Regions from separate parts of the Zea mays genome. Here region 1 is linked to region 2. The links are chromatin contacts, called in public Hi-C maps. All regions are on one chromosome and are shown on one strand. The core of a region is the stretch at or near the end of the contact, and the rest is flanking DNA. Distances in the headings are between cores, read along the strand shown. Region 1 holds the start of LOC103626964 (F-box/kelch-repeat protein At3g61590-like). Region 2 holds the start of LOC100501078 (Plastid division protein PDV1).

What was found. A called contact is a pair of places that touch in the nucleus more often than the background predicts.
Region 1: a contact with region 2 is called in a Hi-C map of ear, with 2.7 times the contacts expected there. The contact joins the promoter of LOC103626964 here to the promoter of LOC100501078 in region 2. A contact is called at or near these places in 5 of 25 Hi-C or Micro-C datasets (bundle sheath, ear, leaf and 1 more).

The regions. Positions count from the first base shown.
Region 1 is chr5:141,980,923-141,986,347 of Zm-B73-REFERENCE-NAM-5.0, reverse strand. LOC103626964 (F-box/kelch-repeat protein At3g61590-like) reads left to right here and starts at 2,424. Exons shown (of 3, transcript NM_001301597.1): 1 at 2,424-2,682; 2 at 2,774-2,857; 3 at 3,786-5,425. The coding sequence starts at 3,814. The coding sequence ends at 5,070.
Region 2 is chr5:141,555,119-141,560,334 of Zm-B73-REFERENCE-NAM-5.0, reverse strand. LOC100501078 (Plastid division protein PDV1) reads right to left here and starts at 3,483. Exons shown (of 2, transcript NM_001195905.1): 1 at 3,022-3,483; 2 at 1,332-2,013. The coding sequence starts at 3,348. The coding sequence ends at 1,513.

The DNA of each region.
Region 1 (5,425 bases), core at 1,175-3,674, 430 kb before region 2:
GCTGGTCCCATCATCCGCGGACGCTGCCACCACCCTCCTGCCCCTGGAGACGCTTTCGTGTTGTTGCTCCTCCGCCGCCTCGGCGGATCCACCGGCTGCGGGGCCATGCCGTGCGCCAGCGACGTGGAGGCATCGGGTGACACGTCGTCGATGTCCATGGTGGCAGATCGGGGCTGGTTCGGCAGCGGGGAGGTGTGGGGGTGGGGGTAGAGATTCGAGGATGGATGCCTAAGTGGGCCAGTGATGGGGAGACGTCGAGCAACACGTCGTCGTCATCCATGGCGGCAGATCGAGGCTGATTCGAGGAGGCGTGGGGGCGGGGGATCTCGGCCATTGCGGCAGTCCGAGCAGCGTCGTCGTCGAGGCGGGGAGCTTTGTTCTGCGGGCTTCCCTCCGCCTCCTCCCCTTCAGCGGCGTCTTCCCCGTCGGTCTCGGTGCCGACGCCACAGGAAGCGTAGTCCGAGCAGCGTCGTCGAGGCGGGGGGCTTTGTTCCACGGGCTTCCCTCTGCCTCCTCCCCTTCAGCGGTGTCTTCCCCGTTGGTCTCGGTGCCGACGCCACAGGAACCGTAGTCGGCAACTGAATGTACAGCCTTGACGGAAATATAGCGAATAACAGAATACTTGAGAACAGCGAAGATGACTAAGGCTAGAACCAATTTTTGTGTTCTAATATGCCCAAAGGTGTCTTGAACACCCACCCAAGGCACGAGGCTCGTCCAAGATGAGGTTTGAAATGGATTAAGTAATTGCTGAAATGTTCTAGAGCAAAGACGAGAGAGCATCCGAGCACACAATCAAGGCGGAAAACAAGGTGGATAGGGAAGCGATCCTGGGCTCTAAGCAAAAAAAACACAAAGTCCAAACTCCCAATCATCGATCGAGCTGGAGTAAGTTTCCCCGTCCGCAGATAGCTTGAAATCCAAATCCCATAGCAACCTGAGAAATGTAACCAGGTTGTAACCGGAAATCTGGAACCATTGCCACCTACCGGAGGACCTCAGCGTAAGCGTAACCGACCAGCAGGGCAAGCCCACGCGGAGCCTCATACTAACCCTTCGGCGGAGGAGCTTTGTTCAGCGGGCTTCCCTCCGCGAGAGAACACCAAATCCGGAGCAAGTAGGACTGGATCTGCACTTAGAGGCCTCGGATCCACACAACCACTGACCAGATGCCGCTAATGCTACAGGATGATCTAGAGCGGTGGGGGCTGATAAGCCTCTCCATGGCTGGCGCTGCGAAGGGTTTAGGGCGGTGGCAGATGGCTGGCACTGCAATGCCCTTTGCCTGAACAGATGGAGGGAAGCAGCGAGAAAGACGGGGAGGGAGCAGTGGAGCGCGGTGTGCGGAGGTGGGATCCATGAGCGGGCGCGGGAGGTGCGGCGCAGGCGACGCGATGCAGCAGCTCCTCGCGTCGATGGCGGCGAGTCATGCGGGCGGGCGAGGATGGATCACGGGGCGGGGGCACGCGAATCACGGGAGCGGAGCCACGGTAGCTGGTGGACGCCTACTTTGCTATCTTATAGAGTAGTAAAGATTTGGCACATAATAACTCACTCAATATGTATTGAGCACTTAATCACCAAAATATACTAGAAATGACCCAAGGGCACATTTCCCTTTCAAACCCCCCTGTTGTAATAAAGACAATGTTCGGTTGTCTGTTTTAGGCCATGCCCATAGATTTTCCCACTTTTTAGGGCTAGTTTAAGAACCCTATTTTCTAAAGGGATTTCCATTTTTCTAACGAAAAATAGTTTATTTTCCTTTAGAAAGATAGGAACCTTTAGAAAAATATAGTTCCCAAACTAGTCCTTAATACTTTAGCTTCGGAAGAATAGCCTCCAGCTACAGTAGCAGCGCTGTAAAAAGCTCAGCCGAATGTCTAATGCTTCGTTCATATGCCGGTACTGGAGGGCATGAAATTGAATTGGTTTGAATATAAAATCAGCCATGGTATTGAAATTAGATGAAATTACAGTTCTATTATTTGGATGTCCCTGCACAGAGGGGTAACACTCTCAATTGGGAGAGAGAGTTTCTAGTTATAGTCCAATACCACGGAATTGACTCTCTGGTTTTAAAAACCCAATTCTATGTGCAACTAAACAACAGAATTTAGAAAAACTGAATCTAAATCCTGATTTTGTATACCAATATCTACATCAAAACGAGATATAATACTTAAAAAAAGTCCTCGTGATATTACGAATGCGTTAGGAGAGGGTAGAGCTAGATAGCACAGGATGACAGTGAGATTATCTATGTCACATGTCAGGTGGATATGTCCGGTAGACAAAAAAGCACCATCCAAAGGATTTCCGTTCTCTCCCACTACACTAGTACGTCTGGAGCTGAACCGATCGACCCTCTCCCTCCATCCCTCCCTCACTGTCTAAAACATTTTTTTCTTTGCTTGAAGCAAGCACCTTCCCCTTTCTCTGCCTCCCTCTCCCCTCCATATATACGCCATTGTGTCGCTCCGCTAGTCTCGCGCGACGCCCATGGGGGAGGAGGGGGGCCTGATCTAATGTAGGGGCAGGAGGAAGCCCTTCCACTGTTCCATCTCTTTCCCGGAGTAGGTGGTGGGCACGACGAAGGCCCCTCGCCCCCACCAGATTCGTGCAACTCGGCGCCTCATCCGATCGGCACCGGCCGCCCAACGCGCTACAGACGCGCTGCCGGTACCCTCTCCCTCTCCGCCCGGAAGATTTGGTTTTTGGTGCATTTGTTTAGCTCTTGGCGATGAATCCCTGTTCGGTCTGTTCCTGAAAGCGTCGGGACTCTGGAGGACACGGCGGCGGCTTGGTGGATTGTGGGAGGGAGGGCCTTCTCTTGGATTTCTGTTGTCGAGGACAGGTAACCAATCGCATCGTCTTCCCCCATTCATGTTTGTCTTTTTTTTTTTCAGTGAGACATGGATTGTTTGGGGGATTCTTTTTTTTTATTTTTTGGGGGGTTTAGGGTCTATGCTTCATCATGCATTGAATTGCGGGTTAGCGCTTGCTTTTTCGCGCGGCGTCAAGGATTGGTACTAGCCATGAGGCGTGCGTTTCGTGGTGTGGTTTCTGGTAAAATTCGGTGGGTAGATAGTGCTGCTCTTGCCTGCGCTGCTTGCTTTATTTGTCTGCGCCTGCCTTTAATGATCGTGATGTGGCCCTTTCCGCGGCAAATTGAATGTGGTGGCCAAAAATCAGCTGTGGCCCTCTCTGGAAAAAAAATAATAATAGAGAGGTTCTATTTGTGATGGGGACGTTATTGTCCGGCAATTTGTCCCCCCGGCAATTAGAAGTAGCTGTTTCTGTCATTTTTCCCCGTTTAATCGTCCTCGTGGCACAAGACAAATATACGGATCGAGAAAAGATTTATTTATTTATTTATGTAACAAGTAATAAAGAGAGAGAAACTGGTCAGACCTCTGCCATTTGTTGATCTTACTGCATTTCATGTCGTTGAAAGAAGGTTAGATTGGTCAGGTTGGATTATTGCCCTTTTCATCTAGGCGAGTTTAGTCTGTTAAAGAAATGGCATACTTTTGGTGTTTGGTTACCGGCAGATGTGCCCTTGAGATGTAGACAGCCACCAGGTTGTTTTCATCGAATTTGCATTATACATGGTGGTACAGAGTATAGAGAGTCTGACCTGAACATTGCTTTTCTATTTACATCTACTCTGTACTCAGAAAAATTTGGCTGGGCTGAAAATGCTTGCTTAGTTTTATCTGCATCAGACGTTTTCATATTTGGTTCATTTCCCTTATTTTTATCGCAACAATTGTCTCTTGCAGGGTCTTGTATTAGCTAGCTATTCACTGGATGTTGGCGATGGGGACAGAAGAGTGGGAGCTCTATCCTTGTTCCTACAGCGGCTCACAGGTGATAGAGTACAGGCCGGTCTCTGAAGACGAAGACGGCGAGGACGACCAGAACGGGGCCGACGTGGCAGTGTCGCTGGACGCCGTTCTCCCAGACGATCTCCTGGAGAAGGTTCTTTCCTTGTTGCCCGTTGCGAGCGTCATAAGGTCCGGGTCCGTTTGCAGAAGGTGGCATGAGATTGTGCATGCGCAGAGGCACGCGTGGAGCAAGACGGTGCCCGAGAAGCCATGGTACTTCATGTTCACCTGCAGCCAGGATGCGGTTTCAGGGTTCGCCTACGACCCGAGCCTCCGCAAGTGGTATGGGTTCGATTTCCCTTGCATCGAGAGGAGCAACTGGGCCACGTCCTCGTCGGCTGGGCTGGTGTGCCTGATGGACAGCGAGAACAGGCGCAGCGTCCTGGTGTGCAACCCCATCACTAAGGACTGGAAGAGGCTTCCTGATGCTCCTGCTGTTGGGGGCAGGACAGCTGATTACAGTGGCCTCGCCTTCTCCGTGGACAGAAGCACTCATCGCTACACCGTGGCCGTTGCAAGGAGCAGCCAGGTTCCATCCGAGTATTACCAGTGGGAGTTCAGCATCCACTTGTACGACTCGGTGTCTGGCACCTGGGCGACTCCCTTCACGGGGGTGTTGCTTGGGTGGAGAGGCGGCGACGAGTGCGTCATCTGCGACGGAGTCCTCTACTACCTGGTGTACTCCACGGGGGTTGTGATGAACGATAGCGAGCATCGCCATTGCCTTGTGATGTACGACCTCGATGCAAGGCATAGTAGTAGCAGTAGCAGCCACACTTCTCTGCTGAGCATGGCTATCCCGGCGCCGTGCGCCCTTACGTGCGGCCGGCTGATGAACCTGAGCGAGAGGCTCGTGCTGGTTGGCGGCATCGGCAAGCAAGATAGGCCTGGGGTCATCAAGGGAATCGGCATCTGGGAGCTCCGTCGCAAGGAGTGGCACGAGGTCGCCCGGATGCCCCACAGGTACTTCCAAGGGTTCGGCGAGTTCGACGACGTTTTCGCAAGCTGCGGGGCGCGTGATCTTATCTACATCCAGAGCTATGGGTCGCCGGCGCTCCTCACCTTCGAGATGAACCACAGGTCGTGGAGGTGGTCCGCGAAGAGCCCTGTTTCCAAGAGGTTCCCGCTGCAGCTGTTCACTGGGTTCTCTTTCGAGCCCAGGCTGGACATTGCTCTCTAGTTTCTTGCCTCGTGTCTACCTCCCACCAGAATCTTCGCGTTGCATTTTGTATGGTTTTGTGGAGCGGCCAAAGCCCAGGAGGTGGTGCTGCTGCTGCCGTTGAAGCCATTTGAGCACAGAAAATGCCCCTTCTTTTTATACTGTAGCTCTATTCTTTTCTTTGTTGGGTCTATTGGGCAGCAGGGTATATGCATTGGAATGATCAGTTAAACTTCGCCGATCATTTTTGTTGACCTGGACACTGGAGGGACCGAGGGAGAGACGATGATGTGGGAGCAACTTGCCTAAGAACTATTCCTGTTCCATTGCTATGAAGGAGAGTAGTCCACCATTGCTACGGCTTTCTTTGAGCTAT
Region 2 (5,216 bases), core at 2,234-4,733:
GCTCCTTCAGGCTGCTGGGCCTTGGGCTGGTGTAGACTGTGATGTTGGGAGACAGTCGACTCAGGTGCTGACGTACGTAGGAGCAGAGTTGGTGACACAACACATCCCTTCTGTCGAGATTTCAACAATGCTGGACAAGCTTCGGAGTGCTAGATTTTCGAAACCCGAGCGTCAGTATTGCAAAAAAAAAATCCCTCCTATCTTAAAAGAGGCGCAGCTCTCCTACATCTTCAGATTCCGGAGACGATCCTTGTGAAATATTTTTCCGGACAAGTTCTCTATCAGGTTTACAGCAAGATGTTTGCTGGGGCTAACATGCATTTAGTTTGTATTAGATTATCTATCTTCCCTGAGCTGGCAGAAGACTGGAGCTCTATGCATTCAGCCATCAGAGATTCGTAGCGAAGTGTTCATTTCATACATGTCAAGTCACCTCGGATCTAAAGCGGCGTTGTGCGTCGGTGACTGTAGCTGCGATCCAGGCCATTCGTCTATTTCATTAGTCAGATCAGATCATGGAGCATGCTGAGGGCTGAATGCATTCTGATCTGTGTTTCTTATACGGAGGGGGGGCAAAGACAGGCACGTAGCAACGGATGCAGCAAGTTGACTTCGCAAATCACACTACAGCGAACAGAACAGACACCAATGGCACTAAGGACTCGTTTGATTTCCTCCCCGTCGAAGCTGTTTGGTCCCCCCCCCCCCCCCCCCGGCTCAGGCAGCGCTCCCAGACGTTGGATTTTGAACGCCTGGGGATGAGATGGTTTGCCTGACATGCAGGGTTGAGGGTTCCAACCAAATAAGCCCTAAGTGCAACCCGCCAGTTGGAAGAGCATGAGTGAGCAATGATAAAAGTAAGGCCAACTCTGCAAACAGACGTACAAAACATTGTTTTGTACTCAACTTACCGAGTAAAGTTTGAAATAGAGAGTGAAATATGTAGTGTACTGGAGATGGCCTAACAAAGCTGGGTACTGGTACAATCTGTAAAAGGAAAAACAATAGGGCACATACGAACATACAAAAACAAAGAAGCTTCTGAACCAAATATGACCAGACAGGCAATCAACAAAGCAAAGCAGCGATGCATCATCAAGCACGAGGCAGAAGAAAGCAAATAACGTCAGTACTCACAACTCAAAGCATGTCATGTGATCATACTGTAGCCCCAACAATCCCGAAACTTGCCACACAAGCGATGAACCTTACCACACCTCCTCAAGAGCACGGCAAGAAAGTAGGCAGTACGAAAACGGCAGTTCAAGTTAGCTTGAACGCGGTTTGCAAACAATGCATCTCTAAGCACAAAACCATTTACAATTTGAGATAGAATAAGTGGTATCCTTCAAATCCATCCAAAAAGAACCGGACAGACAGTTCCATGGTTGCCTTTTGCCTGGAACAGGGTCCAGTCCGTTGTAAAGAATGATCAGTGCCCTAACAAAACCAACAAAACTGAGCTTTGGTCAAAACTTTCTGTACAGCCAACAGCGTGAGCTTAATAATTCTTCAGCCTCTGGCTAGGTAAACCTCCAGAAGTTTTCCTTTCCCATTCGGTTGTGAGCTCCCTGATTGAAGATTGTACTCGATTCTCTTCCTACATTCCATGGCTGGAGTTTTACTTCCAAATGTAATTTGATGCAGCTGCAAGAAAGCAAGCATACTTACTGCAAACACTGCAGCGTTACCGAGAGTGCCCCCGATCTTGTCCAGTCGAAATGAATTCTTGGCTAATGATAAACTGCAAGATAACACGTTTGACATTATCCTTGAACCACTGCCCCTGTTGTCATCTGCGTTATCCTCTGATCGGCTATGGGTAGCACGAACATCCTCAGGTGAGATAAATTGACTCTTGTCACTCACTTCACCAACAAATGCCAAGGCCTCATCGATTACTTTATACTTCTTTCCTCGATGTTCTGCTAACCTCATAGCAAGGACTAGACGGCTTTGCTCCAGTCTAGCAATTGCAGCATCTCGCTCAGCCCGCTGTTGTGATTGAACAGTCTGTGAAGCAAGACTAACAGAAGTGAGAAATAGATCTCACAAAAAGATTTAACAGGAACAAGTAAAGCTAAATTAACGAAAAGCCCTGGCACTCCAAATTGTCGATAACAGATATGCATGTAAATGTCTACTAAATCCACTAATCCTTGGGAGTGGGCAGCTTTCTGGTAGTGATTTTATTTTTCTTTGACATCTGAGAATTCATTTAGCTAAGATAGTAAAACAGATTTAATTTAACAGAGAAGTGATCGACAATAAGTCCTTACACCACAAGACATGAAGTTTGTACATAGTAATGGTGTCCCTATGCTTTGCAACTTGCACAAAGTAACAATCAACTATAAATAAGATATTGATATACTACCCCAAATGGTATCATGAGGACATCAAACATAAGAGAGAGCACTGGAAGGGCAACGGAATCCATGTGGAAATAATACCGCACCCTTAACATCCACATGGCCCTCGTGATCAAGTCATCTGCACCCTAACCATTCGCTGGAGGCCAACCACTTGTGAGCCAAATGACCTGAACTCTAAGTAAACAACAAGTAGAAATTCGGATGCACGGTAAAACATTAACATCCCACCTAGTAGAATATTCAGCAGCAACTCAATTCCTACCAGAAGAATAGCATACATGCATTTTACCCGATTAAAACACAAATGGTCATTGTGGATTACGACAGATAGGACCATCCAGTTCTGTTCGAGAATGAAGAATTCATTGGCCACATAACAAGCACAGGCATGGGAATTATTGGTGATAGGGGCTCTCTACTTTCTCATGCCTGAATCGCTTGAACGCAACGACCGGCAATCACGAGAACAACGAGCGTTAAGGGGCACCGAAAAGCAGTCCCCATTCGGCACAGCAGCAGGTCAGAAGCGGTGGTCCTAACCCAGAATTAACAAACAGTACTACACGCGCGAAACCCTAGAACAGTTTGGGCTGGGATGCTCTATCCCTAGGGGGCAGAAGGGGTGGAAGGGGAGCAGGAGCCTCACGTGTAAAAACTCGAGGTGGTCCTCGACGTCCTCGAGCGCGGAGCGAATGGCGTGCAGGCTCCTGGCCTCGGCCAGGGCCTCCGCGGCGGCGGCCAGCGCCTCACCTCCGCCGCCGGCGGCGCCGTCCTTGACGAAGACGCACCCGTTCCTACCGACGCCGATGCGGTGGGCCCCTTTGGCGGAGGGCGCGGACGGCACGGGAGGGGGCGGGGGAGCGGGCAGGAGGAGGTGCGCGCGGGAGACGGCGAGGATGGCATCGCTGAGGCGGTCGTGGAGGTCCCAGATCCGCTCGAGGGCCGCCTCGGCCTCGGCTGCGTCCCACCGCATCGCTGCCGGCGCGCGCGCGCGGCCCTGATGAGTCCTGGTGCGGATTGTTAGTGAGGACTGAGGAGTGAGGAGTGACCGAGCGAGGGGGAGCGGAGCGAAAGGGAAACGGGAGGGGACGGGGATGTGTGATGGACTGATGGCGGCACCACCGAGGCGGGGGTGGGGAGCTTCCTTTTGTTGGTTCGTTCTTCGTTGCATGCAGGGAAGACGGAAGAGTGGTGAGGAAAGCGCGCCTGCAAGTGCTTCAGTTGCTACAAGTTTTACCTGGTTTCCTAATTTAAAGGTAATCAGCTAAATTCTATCGAGATCTTTTCGCTGATTCGGCGGCACTGGTGGCAGACCCAACCATGAGTTCAGGATAATAAGGGTGCTTTCTTCGCGAGAGTAGCTTATGAACAAATTCATGGTCTATTGAGTTAAATGGTGTATGTTAATTTTTTTTAAAAAAATAAGACGAAATAGAGAAATAGAGACGTCACTGAGCCAAATGACACCACAAGTGTCTGCCGTACAGGGTTACGGTTTTTATTTATTCTTAATTATATAATATAACATAAAGACGTGTATGTTGTGTTGGCTAGGTAAGTGTGGATGTAAATTTAAAATCAATAATCATGGAGTTTTAGTATTTTTCAATTTAATTACGAGGGACGCGACAACAATATAACCATAGAACCAGAAAAACTGATACTTTAATATAGTAGAGAATTGTAGATAGGTGATTGATGTGTGGATCCGACTTACACTAGTGATCGGACGTAACCGTAGAAATTTTGCTTCCTGATGACCCTGATAGATATTGTTTGTAGAGTTATTTTGGTAGCCTGATATTTTTGTGAGTGTCAAGAAGGCTTACGCGAGTGACAGGATGTAACCGTAAAAAATTTGCTTCCTAAGATAGTGTTTGTAGAGCTATTTTGGTAGCCTGATATTTCTATCTCTACTTTTTAAAGAACTAGTTCCATGAGTCATGCATCAAGTGAAACACATAGTTATTTTCCTCTCTCCAGCTCCTTCACATAGTCCTATACACCACATATGGGTTGTTATACTATAGATGGGCTATAAGAAACTACTCAAACCCAATACAATAAGAAGCCATACGATAGTACCAGCTTGCTAGCTAAAGAAGAACGAACTATCGAGCTAACTATAAAAAAGGGTCAAGTTTTTTTTCAATTTACCTTTCTCGGCCTTTTGACTAAAATAAAGTATAATATTTTGTTCTTATAAGTTTAATATCTTACATGTGGAGTTATAAAAAGGGATCGGGCTTCTTTTCAACTTATACTTTTCTCAATCTTTTGGCTAAGATAAAGTGTAATGTTTGTTCTTAGCAGTTTATGTGATATGTGAACTATATGTTCACTTTGATATTAAATTTATTTTTATGTATATCAAATATGATTGTGTGTAGTTGGTAACACACGTGTATTGTCCTAGTGGATAAAAAAGCTTGTGTTGTTGACCGTCTAGGCAGCCGACACACGGAGCCGGGAGTCATGATGTTGCTACGGCCAGTCCCTCTTGATTGTGACTCAGGTTATGGAGTTCTAGACATGCCACATGGTTTGACCTATAACCAGCAAGGGTGTGTTGATACCGGTGAATCGCTCTATAAATGCACAACAATAAATTAAATGTTCAACTAGTACAATACACAAGCGTTGCGATAACATACAAAATATTCGATAAAATGTTATTGCACAACTATTTGATAAAAACAAAAAATATATATTATCATCGACCTTAAAAACCTCATCAATACAATCTAAATCAATATGCATGCAAAGTCAACCTAGTTTTTATCCAAGGTTGCACAAACATTACATTGTTCCGAGAAACTACTTTATGTTTCCAGCATTGGA